Linked DNA regions of Sus scrofa: all the other regions are linked to region 1. A link is a contact called in public Hi-C and HiChIP or PLAC-seq data. All regions are on one chromosome and are shown on one strand. The core of a region is the stretch at or near the end of the contact, and the rest is flanking DNA. Distances in the headings are between cores, read along the strand shown.

Region 1 (4,595 bases), core at 1,330-3,829:
TCTATATCCTCAACTCTCAGGAATGCTGTCCAGGGCTGGAATGGGGGTGGAGGTTCAGTGTTGAGGGGCAGGCAGGGGGGTGGGCAGGGAAGCAAAGGCTTTGCTGGAGGCCCACTTCTGTCCCAGGGAATCAGGGACCACAGCCCTGGGTTTACACCTAGGCTCAGCCACCTTGAGCAAGCAGGTAAGGCTGGACCTCAGTGTCTACACCTAGGCAAAGAGGACAAGCAGTACATCTCCCACCTCTAGGGAAAGGAGTGCAAGTACAAACCTTGGCCCACCTCCCCCACCTGGCCCAGATTCTCCCCACCGGCTGGCCAGGGACACACAAACACAAACTCGCCCACACACCCAAGCTACTCTTAAAAATACATATGTACACATATACTATTTATTTAACAGCCTGCCCCCACTGCACTCACCAAAAGAATCTGCCAAGACTTGGGCTCGGTAGGACCAAGACCTGTACCCCTCCTCTTTCAGAATCACTGTCCTGCTGGCTGGGTCCCCAAGTACTGTGCAGAGGTCACAGCTCTCCAGGCCCCTCGAAACCCAAGCCTAGCACTCAGGGCCAGCCAGAAACCCTGGACCCCCTCACCAAGCAGGGTTCCCAAACACTCCTCCCAGCACCCAGGGGCACTGAGTCATCCTGAAAGCCTGACCTAGCACTCCTCTGCCCCTCCCCCACCCCAGGCCTGGTACCCCCATCTCCAAGCACAGGCCCTGGGGGGAGAATCAGAGGAGAAAAAGCAGCTGCAACACCCCCACCCAACCACCTAAAAAGCCAAAAATAAGAGCAACTCATACACACAACAACCTCCCCCCTGCATACCAGAAAAGCAAATATAAAATCATAAATCCAAAATAAAAGGAAAAAAATCAAAAATCAACTACTGCCCCCAAAAGGCTTTTTAACCATTCTCAAAAAAAAAAAAGTTTATTAAAAGTGTTCTTAATGCTCGAACGGAAAAGATTCCCAAATATACAGATGCCTCTTTTCTCATAGAAATAGATTATTTTTTATAATACAAAAAAAGACCAAAAAAACAACAACAAAAACAAAAACAACAGCAACAGAAACAACCCCGTAGGAACATCTTTAAGCGATTACTCAGGGCCCGGCTGACAGTTACACGTGGGTTGCGTCAGTCCCGTGTACACACGCGTTCAGCCATGTTTAAACCGATTGCATCAACTTCGAAACCGGCCCGCCCGCCGGCGCCTGGAGAGGGGGCAGGAGGAGAGGCAGAGTTTATCATTCATCTGTACACATAGACATTTCTTCTTTAAATAACACCACGGGCGGGCGCCTCATCTGCATGTGCGGTTGGTTTGGACAAAAATATAGATATATATAATAAAATATTAAAATTACCGACGAGCTCCCCGCGCTGCCAAGTGCCCCAGTGCCAAAGTTTTGCCGGCGCCACTGGGGGCGGGGGCGGGAGCGCGGGCGCTTCCCGGAGTCACTGTGGCCGCGGCGCGCCCGGCAGCGCGGAGGCCGGCGGGCCGGCAGGGGGACGCGCGCGGGGGCCGCGCTAGCAGTGGCCGGAGGAGGCGAGCAGGGGCTCGGGCAGCTGCTTGAACAAGTTCCGCAGGGTGCTGAGCTCGCGCGACAGCTGCTCCACCTTCTTCTGGAGCCGCTCGTTCTCGGCCGTGAGCTCCAGGACCTTATGCTGCGTCTCCAGGTTGCGCATCTTGGCCTTGTCGCGGCTCTTGCGCACCGCGATGTTGTTGCGCTCACGCCGGATCTTGTACTCGTCGCTGTGCTTATCCACGGTCTTCTTGGTCTTACTCTTGACCTGCGAGGGCGCCGGCGCCGCCCCCGCGTAGCAGGCGGCTGGGGGCGCCTTGGCGTCGGCGGGGCTCGGCGTGCCGGGCGGGCTGGACGACGAGGATGTGGACAGGCTCCCGCTGCTGCCGCTCGGCACCGCCTGGTAGCCGAGGTAGGCGCGCAGCGCATACGGGAAGCCAGCCGCCATGCCTGCGGCGCCGCCGCCCGGCGCTCCGGCCTCCTCCTTCCGCTTGCAGTCCGCGGGCTCGAAGCCCGGCTCCGCCTTGAGCTCGGCCGGCTGCGGCGGCGGCGGCGGGGGCGGCGGGTGTAGGGGCGCGAAGCAGCCCGGGTGCAGCGCGTTCTTGGCGGCCCCCAGACGCCCCAGGCTCACGTAGCCGTATTCGGCCGCCTTCTTGCAGTTCTTGCCCCCGTAGTCGTCGGAGAAGAGATCGGAGAGGAAGTCGTGGTGCTGCCCGGAGGAGGCGGGCGCGGGGGCGGGCGCGGGCGGAGCCGCCTCGAAGGTGTCGGTGGCCGTGGCCGGCGCCGGGGCCTGCGGCGCGCCCAGCGGCTCCAGGTATGGGCTGAAGTCGATGGCGCGCTCGTGGTCACCGATGCTACCCAGCTCGCCGGCGGGGGGGCGCGGCCCGGGTCTGGCCGCGGGGGGCGCCGCGGGGGCCGCCTTGCCGCCGTACGCAGCAGCCAAGCAGTCCGCCTCGTAGTAGAAGTTGGCCACTTCCATGGATTTAAAGGCAGGCGGCGGCGGCAGGGGGAGACATGCTGGGTCCCAGGCCACCAGGCGTTGCATGAACGCGGGTGCCCGGGGAGGGGGCCTGGGGCTGCCCGCTCCGGCCGGCCCGCAGGTGGCGCGGCCTCCTGGCTCCGAACTGTCGCTGCTGTGTCGCTGCTGCTGCTGTTGCTTTTTCCGCTGGATTGGCCGCTATTAGTGCGGGGGCTGGTAGCTGGACCCTCGGGTGGGTCCCCTTCCCGGTCCCGTGCGCGGCTCTGACTCGCTAAAGTTTCTCCAGAGCCCGGTTATTTATAAGGCGGGCCATGGCAACGGCTGCGTCACGCCTGGCGGCCGCCCCAACCCCTCCCCGGGCACGCAGAGGACACGCTGTGGCCGCCCGAGACCCCCGGCAGGGCGGCGGTGGGGCACCGTGACCTGACTGAAGATCTGGAGCGCGCCCTTGGGGGGTCCTCCGGCTTCGGGGGCCGCCACACGCCCCCTGCCCACCCCCACCCTTCGGACTCAGGATTGGAAGCGAGAAGAGGCGCGAACCCGCCCCCGGACCGCCCCCTCTGGGCTGGAGGCTGTACTAGAAGGGAGGGGGGAATCCGGGGAGGGGGCGACGCCATCGCCTTCCCCCACCCTAAACGCGGCCGCGGCCCGCCCCCTGCTGGAGGAGGCCGTGGCTTCAAGATCAGCGGCTCTCAGCCCCAACTCCTTAAGGAGGGGACGCGCCCCAGGCGGGATCCTGGAGACCCCAAACCCCTGCTCTGGCTATTGGAGAGGTAGCCCATCTCCAAAGCCCTTCCAGGGCCCGGCCCCGCCCCTAAACTTGCCCTCGTCCCCAACTTTTGGAAGGAGAGGATTTCACGCCTATAGGGACTTCTCTCCTAAATGCGAAGACTTGTGGTTGGGGGCTTTGGGAGTGCAAGTCTGGAGCAAGCTCCACTGGAGCATCTGCCAGGGGCCCGACCTTGCCCCTCTCCTAGCCCTGCCCAGCACAGCCGCCCGCCCCCTCAGACCACACCCGGGTATTCTCCAGCCCCACCCCACTCCCACTTGGGCACCCAAAGTGTAGAAGGGGGTGTAGGTGCTAAGCTCTGACATTACTGTGTCACCTTGCGCAGGTCACTTAGCTAACCTTCAATCCTTGAAGGTCTCAAAACTTATTATTAGTTGTATTATTGTCTCCACCACAGACTCCCAAACATAAGGCTTTCTGCTCTAAGATGCACAGCAGAGAGAAGGGCCTCTCCCAGGGTGTAAAGAGGCCCAGAGGGGGCATAGCACACCCCAGGTCAGATGGCCTCATGTCCCCCACTATTCTCAAAGAAAAGCCCTGGTCCCTACACTCTCAGACCTATTTGCCACCAGAAGGCCAAAACACCTGTTTCTGAGGCTTGTGCGAAAGGAGTTCTGCCAGGCCCCAGTGGGGGCTATGCAGAGAGAAGGGACTCCCCTGTTTTTCCCAGGCACCTACTGTGTGATGTGGGCGGACCTGGCCCCAGAGTTTGCATTTTCACCCTGTGGAGACAATGCACTTACTCCCCTGGTTCAGAGATGGGGAAACAAGGTGACCCACCTGGATCTATCTGAAGGTAGGCCTGAGGCCCTCTCTGCTGAGTGGGCTCCAGCACCATTCCTAGGCCATTTGGGCAGCTCCTTGGGCCAACCCCTCTGCCACTCCTGGTCCAGACCGCCCAGGCAGGAGCTCCCAGCCTGCCTGGTCTGACCCCCAGCCCACTGACCCCAGCCCTGGCCCTGGCGGGCAGGCGGGCATTGCTCAACCTTCAGCGTTATCTGCTGAGCTGGAGTGACCTCCGCCCCAGAGAGCTGGAGAAATGACATCTCTGAGTGCCCTTGGGGGGTGGGGGGCAGGGAGGGACAGGATGAAACACTGGCCTAGCCTGCTGGGCCTTCCCAGCAGCCTCTGGGCCAGGGAGGGATCCAAGGCCCCAGGGCCACCCAGCCAAGCCTCCCAAGCTGCAAAATGGGACACTCAGGGCTGAGCTTGAGGGCCACTGCCTCCGAGAGGCCTCCCTGCCCCATCTACTGGTGAACTTCCTTCTCAGCCTTTTTCTCCAGCCACCATTC
Region 2 (4,595 bases), core at 1,508-4,007, 200 kb before region 1:
AGGAGATGATATTTGAGCAGAGACCTGAATGAAGGGGCAGAATGAACCAGACAGATATCTGGCAGAAGACGCCTCAGGCAAAGGGAATAGCAGGTTTCTGCCTAGGGACAAGAACAAGCTTTCTAGCTCAGCAACAGGGAGGGGGCAAATGTGGCAGGAGCAGAGTGAGGGAGGGAAGTGGGGTAGGGGTGAGTTTGGGGAGGTGGGCAAAGGTCAGGTCATATAAGGTCTCACAGGCCATGGTGAGGAGGCGGATTTTTATTTTAAGAGGAATGGGGAGCTCTAGAGGGTCTAGCAGGTGTCTGACAGGACTTCATTCATCTTTTTTTTTTTTTTTTTTGCCATTTCTTGGGCCCCTCCCGCGGCATATGGAGGTTCCCAGGCTAAGAGTCGAATCAGAGCTGTAGCCGCCGGCCTAGGCCAGAGACACAGCAACGCGGGATCCGAGCCGCATCTGCAACCTACACCACAGCTCACGGCAACGCCGGATCCTTAACCCTCTGAACAAGGCCAGGGATCGAACCCGCAACCTCATGGTTCTTAGTCGGATTCGTTAACCACTGTGCCACGACGGGAACTCCTCATTCATCTTTTAAAAAGGTGCCTCCTACTGCGATGGGTGGAGTGGAGTAAAGGTGCGAGCTGGCAGACTAGGGAGAAGACAACTGTCACAGTCCAAGCAGGTGAGGATGGTGGCTACCTGCCTGACGTGGCGACTAAAAAGGTGGAACGAGAATATGGATTCAGGATGTATTTGGCAGTTGAGTTGACAGGACTTCTGGTGGATGGGATGTGTGGAGTGAGGCAACAGAATCAAATGTGGCTCCTAGGTTTGTCCTGAGCATCTGGGCGAGGGGTGGCACCATTTGCTAAGAAGGGGAGGGGCTGGGATTTTAGAAAGGGAAATAGGAGGTTCTTTTTGGTGACATTTGAGAGGTCTGTGTGACACCCATGTGGAGGTGTCAACTCACCAGTTGGGTATCAGAGTCTTGCCAGTTGGAGCACAAGGTAGCTCTAGAAGCAGTGTTTCTTTGTTGCCATGGCAACCCCAGGCCAGGGGGACCAAACTGCTGGAAGGCTAGGAGGGGGTTCTGGGAAGGCCACACAGAGAAGGAGTTGTGAAGTGTAAGGTGGCTAACGGAGCGATGGCATCCCGGGGGAGGGCAGAGCAGGGACAAAGGCCTTCCCGGGGGAGGGCAGAGCACGGGAAGCACAGCCTTGGTGGAGGATGGCGTGAGAAGTGGTCCAGGGGTGGAAGAGAAGGCTAGAAAGGCAGAAAGGCAGACCTCTCAAAGGGCTGCTTCTTCCCGTGGAAGGAGGCTGGCACGTACCCTCAGGGCACTGGGGAGAAGCAGGTTCAGGACACAAAGATCACCTTAGGAAGGAAACACCGCATCCACTTCTGGCCTTAGGCTGCACAGGTGGAGCAGCCTCCTGCCCTCCCCTTCCCACCAGGCCCCCAGCACCCTGCCTCCAGCAAAATGTCCCTCCAAGTCAGCCCAGAACATCTGCCAGCCCAGCTAGTTTCTTGCAGAACTTTTGCAAAAGAACAAAATAACCTTAAGAAGAGGGGGAAAGGTCAAGGGAATATTCTGGGATTTTTTTTTCTTTTTTCTTTTCTTTTTGGCCGAGTCTACAGCCTGTGGACATTCCCTGGGCCAAAGATCGAAATTGTGCCACCGCAGTGACCCGAGCCACAGCAGCAACGATGCCAGATCTTTAAGCCCCTGAGCCACCAAAGGAATTCCCAAAGGAATGTTCTAGAACCTTTGGTTTATGGATTCTCATCAGGGGGAGGGGCCAGGAGGTCCCTTCCCGAGACTGAGGGATGACTGAGGTGAACACAGCACAGCGGGAACTCAGGTGTTTACAGGACCTTTGTAGCCAATCTCGTAAGTACAGACGTGGGGGACGTGGGGTGTGACCCTGGGGTTCAGGGCCTGCCCTGTCCCCTGTCCTTCAGATCTGAGTTCAAAGACAAGTTTTTCTGCTTCATATTTGCAGTGTGATCTTGAGCAAGTCTTATCTTCCTGAGCCTCAATTTCCTTATCTGTTCAAAGGGATAACAGTGGCACCTGTAACAGTGTCTCTCCCCAGCCTCCTGGAATTGTTGGGGGATGAAAAGAGATAAAACAGATCAATCATTGAGCCCAGAGCCTAGCTCGTGCCCAAACTCTCGGTCAGTGTCAGCTGTCAATCATTATTTGCAAAGTTACTATAAATTACTGAGCACTCCTGTATGCCAGGCTGGGCGGTATACATCCTCTCTACTTTAAGCCTCATTTCTCCCTGTGAGGGACGGTTATTATTGACTCCATTTTAAACACAGAGAAACTGAGCCTCTGAGAGCTGACTTGGTTTTCCAAAGGTAAAGTTGTCATACAGGAACACAGATGGGCTTTGAACCTGCGTCTGACCTCATTCTTGTATTGTTTCTGGGTTCTGCCTCCTGTGAATCGAATCAGGCTCCAGGGTTTGAGGAAACAGTCACCCACATGACCGCCAGTATCTCTGCACTCCAGGAGGGACGCCTGCCTTTCCTGGAGCCAGCCAGCTCAGGATACACCCTGGGCCTGGGGTGTGGACAGGCCACGGGTGATGGCTGCCCCGCTGCAGTGCAGGGCGGAGAGGAGCAGAGCCACCCTCAGCCCTTCTGCGGCCTTCCTCTTGAATCAGGAGTCCAGCTGGGCACCCGTGTCCCATCAATAAACGTGCCCCAAAATAGCTCACTGGGCCTGGCCAGGGCGAGAGGACCAGGACGTCCTGTTCCCACCGGCTCTGGCCAGAGAATGACCGTGTATTGGCCTTCCCCTTTAGAGGCTACTAGAAGGGAGGGCAGTGCTCATCCTGCCTTATGGGAATGAGCTGAGCCCCCGGACACTAATACCCCCAACCTGGGATGCTGTGATGCTTCCCAAATGCACTGCTGATGAAATTGGGCCAATGGCTTTTATCTTAGTGGACAGTCTCCTGCGGAGGTTCAAAGCTGGAGTGCTGGAGTCTGACTGGTGTGAGTTCAAATTCTGACCTTGACTTTAGCCATTTCCTAGCTGTGTGACTTTTGGCAAGTGACTTTCCTTCTCTGAGCCTTTGTTTTCTCAACTGGAATATGGGGCTAAACATTTATTTCATAGGGTTGTTGTTGTGCTTTAGTGAGTTTGTATTTACACAAAACAGGTTGTAGACTTGGAAGTTTTATTTATCTGTTCCTCTCCCTCATCCCTGCAACATGAGCTTCACTAGGCAGGAAGCTTGGTGGTTTAATGATGAACATCAAGGCCCATGGAGGTGCTCATGGCTATTTGTTGAATAAATGGGATGAGGGAATGAATGAATGAATGGAAACGCCAGGCACATAGCAAGTGCTCAAAAATGCTTAGCGCTTCTCACTGTCTTAATGTGCCTTTGAAAAAAGAGAAACTCAAAGATCAAATGTGACTCACAAACAGGATTGGCCAAGATGTGGAGAAAGTTAAAGTGAGTCAAAGGAGAGAAAGACAAATGCTACACACAGAAGAACTGGAGGGATCTGGAGGGGCAAAGCCAGGGCCTGTGGCTCCTGGAAGCTGGGGAACATGGGGACAGTGGGCCCTGGTTCTGGAGTTCTGAGACGAGGGTGCTGGGAGTACCCGCCTCTAGGCATGACATCTGACCTCCCGGGTCATCGCTGTGAACGTGCATGTGAGGGTGCCAGGGCCTCCTCCATCTGAAGAGCTGACTGCAGGGGGAAGAAGTGGACAGGTTGGGCAGCTCCTAATAATCTCAGCAGCAGCACTGATTCACGCCCATGCAGCCAGCCCCATGCAGGCCCTGATCTTTGTGTGCAGCTACTACTATTGCTCCCACTTTACAGAGGAGGACACCGAGGCCCAGATGTGGGCTGCCCAAGGCTGCAGGACAGTGAGCGGTCAAGCCCTCCCACCGCACTCCAGCCAAATGAGACCCCAAACCATCCCTGAGCCCACGGGCTCCTCTCTGCGGGGTCCTCCGGAGCATTCCCTCCTTTGGAACACTCTGCCCAGTCTTCTCTCTGGGCCAGTGTCACACTTCCTCGGGCCCCTCCTTGGGGCAGCCTCCCCACCTCCCAGCTCCTGATGCCTCTTGCTAAGCTGTGACAGTTGTATATCCACCTGTTCTCAGGCTCTTAGGGGCAGTGGAGGGTCTGCATTTTCTCTGGTACACAGTCTCCAGCCCATAGCGGGCACTGCTGGAAACTGGGGAACAAACACACTCTTGGGTACAGCTGTGAGTCAGGAGCTGAGACCCCCAGAGCCTTGAGTCCAGGATTGCACCGGGGACAGGTGGTGGGTGGAGGGGACACTGTGATTACTGAGTCATGAGCCATGCTCTGGGCCTTCCTGCTACTCCCTGGTCTGTTCATATACGGAGACAGCCCTGCCCAGGGCCCAACAGTGTAGGTTCAAACACTGGCTGAGCTTCCACCTCTTAAGGAACCCTGGCCATGTGATTTTATCCCCTTGGCCTCAGTTTCCCCACCTGAAGACTGAGGAAAACAATAGGGTTATTGGAGTGTTAAATGACTTTAATATACAGTTAGCACTTAGAATCCTGCCTGGCACATGGCAAATGCTTTA
Region 3 (4,595 bases), core at 674-3,173, 170 kb before region 1:
AACCAGCTTTTCTCAGTGGGACCCAAGCCTCAAGGGCCCTTCACATCTATTTTGTCGCCTGAGTCTTCTACTAACCCTGAGAGGCCAACCTGGGATGAGATTGCACATTTCACAGATACGGAAGCTGAAGTGAAGCCACACAGCTGGAAAGCATCAAGCTAGGACTCGAACCCAGGGTTCGTTCAGCTAAGCCTGCTTCTCTTGACCCCAGATCCCAGCCCTTAGGGTAGAGGGTCAGGGGAGCGTTTCCTCTCTCTCTTCCTAAGACAGCCCTTGGATCTGGGACTGAGTCTGCAGGCCTTTCCCACGGTGAGACTCCTGGGCTGTTCACGGGGAGGGAAGCCCCAGGCTCAGCCCTTTCTCAGGAGAGCAGGGAAGACAAGCTCAGGGCTGGGCCTAAGGCCAGATAAAGTTGGGGCGGGGCAGGAAGTGCAGCAGGCCCAGAGCCAGGTGGGATCAGGATTCAGGACCTGCCCCACCTGGGGGTACTCATGGGGCCTCCTCCTTCTGGCTGGGGACTCTGCCCTGTTCCCGAACCAGTTCCTGGGACTCCTCAGCCCCCTCATCAGGTGTGGTCTTATAGCCCCTGACTCAGTGGTTGTTGGGATACTGCTGGACCAGAGCAGCCTCTCTGCCCGCTGGTCACCTCAATGGGGCTGTGAGTCCCAGGATCTTATGCGAAATAGGCACTCAGGAAACAGGTGTGGCGCTGAATTAGGGCCTGCCTCAGTTTCTCCAGCTTGTGCCTTCAGCCTCTGCCATTCATTCTCATTTGCCGTGTGCCAGGCACACTGCTGGTTGCTTGGGATACAGTCATGACCACCATACATGTGGTCCTGTCCTCAAAGGACCTTGCAGTCTGGCTAGACTAACAGATGAGTGACACTGTAACCAGACAACACCGTGCTCAGCACAGAGGTGAGGGTGTCAGAGACTACCAGTGTCCAACAACTTCCATCATCTTTTTCCTCATAATGAGAGAATTTTGGGGTGCTATCAGGGTGTATGCTGCTTAGAGAGAGATGATACTTCCCAGCCTCCTTTGCAGTTAGGTGTGGTCATATGACAAAGTTCTGCCCAATGGGATGTAAGTAGAAGTGATGTGAAACCACTTTTGAGTCACACCCCCCAAAGCAATAACTCTTTCTCTCTTCCTGCTGACTGGAATGTACATGTGATGGAGGAGCTAAAGCAGCCATTTTGGAATCACTAGAAGCTGTGAAATGAAGATGGTAGAGCAACTAGATAGAAGGAATCAGCTTCTAGATTGAACTTGGAGAACTAAACCAGCCCACCAAACTTGAACCTTCCACTTCCATGCTGGAATTAAAATTCTGTCCCATTGAGCCTTTGTGGATCTCTATTATAGCAGCTCAGATGTAGCTGGACTTATACAAAGGGGTAAACACATGTTAGGGGAGCCTCAGAGGTGTTTAACCCAGGCTGGCAGGGATAGGTATGGAAGGCTTCCCAGAGGAGGCAACTTTAGAAGGAGGCTTGACTATGAGGAGGATTTTTCTAGACAAATTTTCCAGGCAGAGGCATAGCAAATGGGAAAATCTAGAGGCAAGAGGGAACTTGGGGCTTTCAAGATACCTAAAGGAGCTGAGGGGCTGGATCATAGGGAGTGACAGGGACAGGCAAAAATGGGGCTGGATGGATGGCAGATTTACCTTGAAAGCCCTGGCAAAACCAGGTTAAGCTCTTTGAATTTTTCCCTGAAGGTAAAAGGGAGCCATGGGAGGCTTGAAGTAGGAGGGTGAGGTGATTAGATTTGCTTCCTAGAAAGATCTCTCTGGCTGCATCACGGGAAATTGATTTATTCATTTAAAAAAAAAAAAAAAAAAACCCAAACCTGAGGCCGTGCTGCGTGCCAGGCACTGAGGGTTATCAGTGAACAAAACAGATTTGGTTCCTAGCCTTATGGAATTTGCAACCTGGTGGGGTAAGACATGAGTCAAATAACCATGTAAATAAACACAAAGTGTGATAAGGCCAGTGAAGGGAGGTATGCAAGGCTGTGAGAAGATATAAAGTGGGGGGTTACTTGGGGGAGTCAAAAGAGCTTCTCTGGGAAAGGCGATGGAGGAAGAGCAGTGGGAATGGTTCCAGGCCAAGAGAATAAGCACGGGCGCAGGAGCCCAGATGGCAACAGGGAGAACAAGGAGGGTCGAGCAGAAGCTGATGGTACAGGTGGAAACATCCAGGCACACGTGGTGAGGAGAAGCAGAGGCTCTCAAGGGCAAGCCAGCTTCTGACCTGAGCAAGGTGGGCAACACCAGAGAAGGACAGGGACAAGGAGGTAACTGGTAGTGAAGAGTTCAAATGGCCAGAGGAGCTCCCTGGCCAGTTGTAGCTGTGATCATCCTAGGCATGGATTCTAGGCCAAAGCTCACCCAATACTGGCCTTTGGGGTACTTACTGTGTGCTAGGAATCATGCTTACAGTAGACATGGCAATTTCCCCAATCATGTCTCCTCAGCTAACAGGGCCCAGTTTTGTTGGATGTGCATCATCCCAGATGCTCAGGGACAGTGGCTATTCCCCTCTCCAGGCTCAGAGTGAGTTATTATGGGTCTAAGCCAATTGTGGTCATTCTCATTTCTCTTGTCAGTGATTGGTTTGGAATTGGGCAAGTGATGCAATCTTGGTCAATGGGACGTCTTCAGGGTGGACTTCTGGGACAACTGTCTCTCTCACAAAAGGGGACGTATGGGAGGAGATGCCTTTCCTCTTCTTTACTTGATGATATTATATCTGTGTGTGATGCCTGGGCTGCAGCAGCCGTATTGTAACCATGAGGCAAGCCATCAATAAACTGCTGAGAATGGCAGAGCAGGAAGATGGAAAGAATGTGAGTTTTTACTTATATCTTCTTGCCTTCAAATTAAACAACCTTGGTAGATGAAATTATGAATCCTCCTTCTCTTTTTTACCATCTTCAGTTATGTTCTATTCCTTATGGCTGAACATATTCGAAAAAAGTACTTCATGTTATTGCTTTATTTAATCCTCTCAATAATCCTCTGAGGTTGGTACTATTACAGCCATTTTATAAGTGAAGAAACAGGTTCAGGGCAGGTAAGTGACTTTCCCAAGATCACAAAGATAGTAAGTTATAGAGTTGGGATTTGAGTCAAGACTGATGCGATTCCAGAGTACAGCTAGGCTAAAGCCACAATCTCCATTTAAGAGTCTTTCCCTTAACACATTTTTAGTAGGAAACCATAGCCATGTTCTTATTCTTCCCTGGAAAACTGTTATTATGGTTGGTGGGAAATTTAGAGTGGGCTGCATTTCTTTGTACACAGTTAATGGCTTTGATTATATGTTTCTGGCTTCTTCATTCTGAGAAAGGCTGCCATTGGTTGTACAACATAATCAAATCATTTCTTATGTAAACAGCCATCTGGCACAGAGTCAGCGGCAGTTCCATCAGGGGGAAGGTGAAAATGAAACTGTGTTCCCAGCTCCGGAAAGCAATCTGCTATTCAGCAGGAAAAGATCAAGGGTTAATGACACGGAGTTGGGCAAAGGCTGCTGCTCTGGCTCTGAGCATTATCAGGAGGCGGGAACAAAGAAGGGTTGTTAAATGGGTTTGTTACAAAAGTTATTTCCTAACGTAATTCATGAAATGCTTGTCAGAACATTAGGCACATCCTTCGAAAGCACAAGAGAACTTTAAAAAAAGAAGAAAGGAAAGAAAAAAGGCTTCTGAAGTCAATTATGGAATTCTTAGAGAGGGTTAATATCCTTAATATACAAAGAGTTTCTGCAAAACAATAGGAAAAAGTAAACACCTTATTATAAAATAGACTATTCACAAGTGAAGAAATACAAAAGGCAGGCCTATGTATGAAGAAAGACCCACTCTGCCTGTAACCCAGGAAACGCAAATAAGCAAGCATTCTCTATGGACAAGGGTGTTCACTGCAGCATTATTGATCATAGTGAAAAATTGGGGAAAACCCAGAAATGCCAAACTATAGAGGATTTATTAAGAAAACAGTGGTAAATTTAATAAAATATTGTATTAAAAAGTTGTATAAATACCTAAAATTGTATTAAACCGTATTAAAATACTAATTAGAAATGGCAGCATAGAGAGATGCCCCAAAATATTGTAGAGAAAATTTTTTTCACATGCATGATCTAACTTACACTAAGTCATGTGTACACAAGCACAAGTATTAAAGAGAGTATCCCAAAGGATGTTTACCAAAATGGCAGTAGTGTTTATTTCTAGGTTGTAATTTTTCCTTTCATTTAAGGCAGTTTCTCAACCTTGGCACTACTGACATTTTGGGTCAGATAACTTTTTGTTTCAGCTGACTGTTCTGTGCATTGTGGGATATTTAGTAGCATCCTTGGCCTCCACTCACCAGAGGCCAGTAGTACCCCTGACCACCCCCCATTCCCCCAGTCATAACAACCAAAAATGTATCCAGACATTGCTACATGTCTCCTGGGGGACAAAACCACAGTCGGTGGAGAACCACTGTTTTAGATACTGTTCTGCATTATTTAAATATTTTAACAGCAAGCATGTATTGTTATCATAATCAGAAAAAATAAACACATCAAAAAAATATTCA

What was found. Hi-C and Micro-C count contacts between places; a contact is called where the count stands out from the background. HiChIP or PLAC-seq counts read pairs in DNA pulled down with a chosen protein or histone mark.
Region 2: a contact with region 1 is called in an H3K27ac HiChIP or PLAC-seq map of skeletal muscle. The contact joins the enhancer-like site here to the promoter of CEBPB in region 1. A contact is called at or near these places in 5 of 5 promoter capture datasets (fetal liver, fetal skeletal muscle, liver and 1 more), 12 of 47 Hi-C or Micro-C datasets (blood, embryonic fibroblasts, liver and 4 more) and 2 of 2 datasets of contacts at active chromatin or transcription factors (alveolar macrophages and skeletal muscle).
Region 3: a contact with region 1 is called in a Hi-C map of liver, with 3 times the contacts expected there. The contact joins the enhancer-like site here to the promoter of CEBPB in region 1. A contact is called at or near these places in 4 of 5 promoter capture datasets (fetal liver, fetal skeletal muscle, liver and 1 more), 7 of 47 Hi-C or Micro-C datasets (blood, embryonic fibroblasts, fetal liver and 3 more) and 2 of 2 datasets of contacts at active chromatin or transcription factors (alveolar macrophages and skeletal muscle).

The regions. Positions count from the first base shown.
Region 1 is chr17:51,720,617-51,725,211 of Sscrofa11.1, reverse strand. CEBPB (CCAAT/enhancer binding protein (C/EBP), beta) reads right to left here and starts at 2,579. Exons shown (of 1, transcript NM_001199889.1): 1 at 1,539-2,579. The coding sequence starts at 2,579. The coding sequence ends at 1,539.
Region 2 is chr17:51,918,778-51,923,372 of Sscrofa11.1, reverse strand. All of the region lies in intron 1 of LOC110257431 (a long non-coding RNA gene), which reads right to left. Among named protein-coding and RNA genes, the nearest start is that of PTPN1, 96 kb to the left of the region's middle. Within about 2 kb of position 2,757, at least 10 of the 83 cell types and tissues checked have an H3K27ac peak or open chromatin away from gene starts, as enhancers often do. A contact at or near this core is called in alveolar macrophages, liver, retroperitoneal adipose tissue and 1 more, where this site is marked.
Region 3 is chr17:51,892,414-51,897,008 of Sscrofa11.1, reverse strand. All of the region lies in intron 1 of LOC110257431 (a long non-coding RNA gene), which reads right to left. Among named protein-coding and RNA genes, the nearest start is that of PTPN1, 120 kb to the left of the region's middle. Within about 2 kb of position 1,923, at least 8 of the 83 cell types and tissues checked have an H3K27ac peak or open chromatin away from gene starts, as enhancers often do. A contact at or near this core is called in liver, where this site is marked.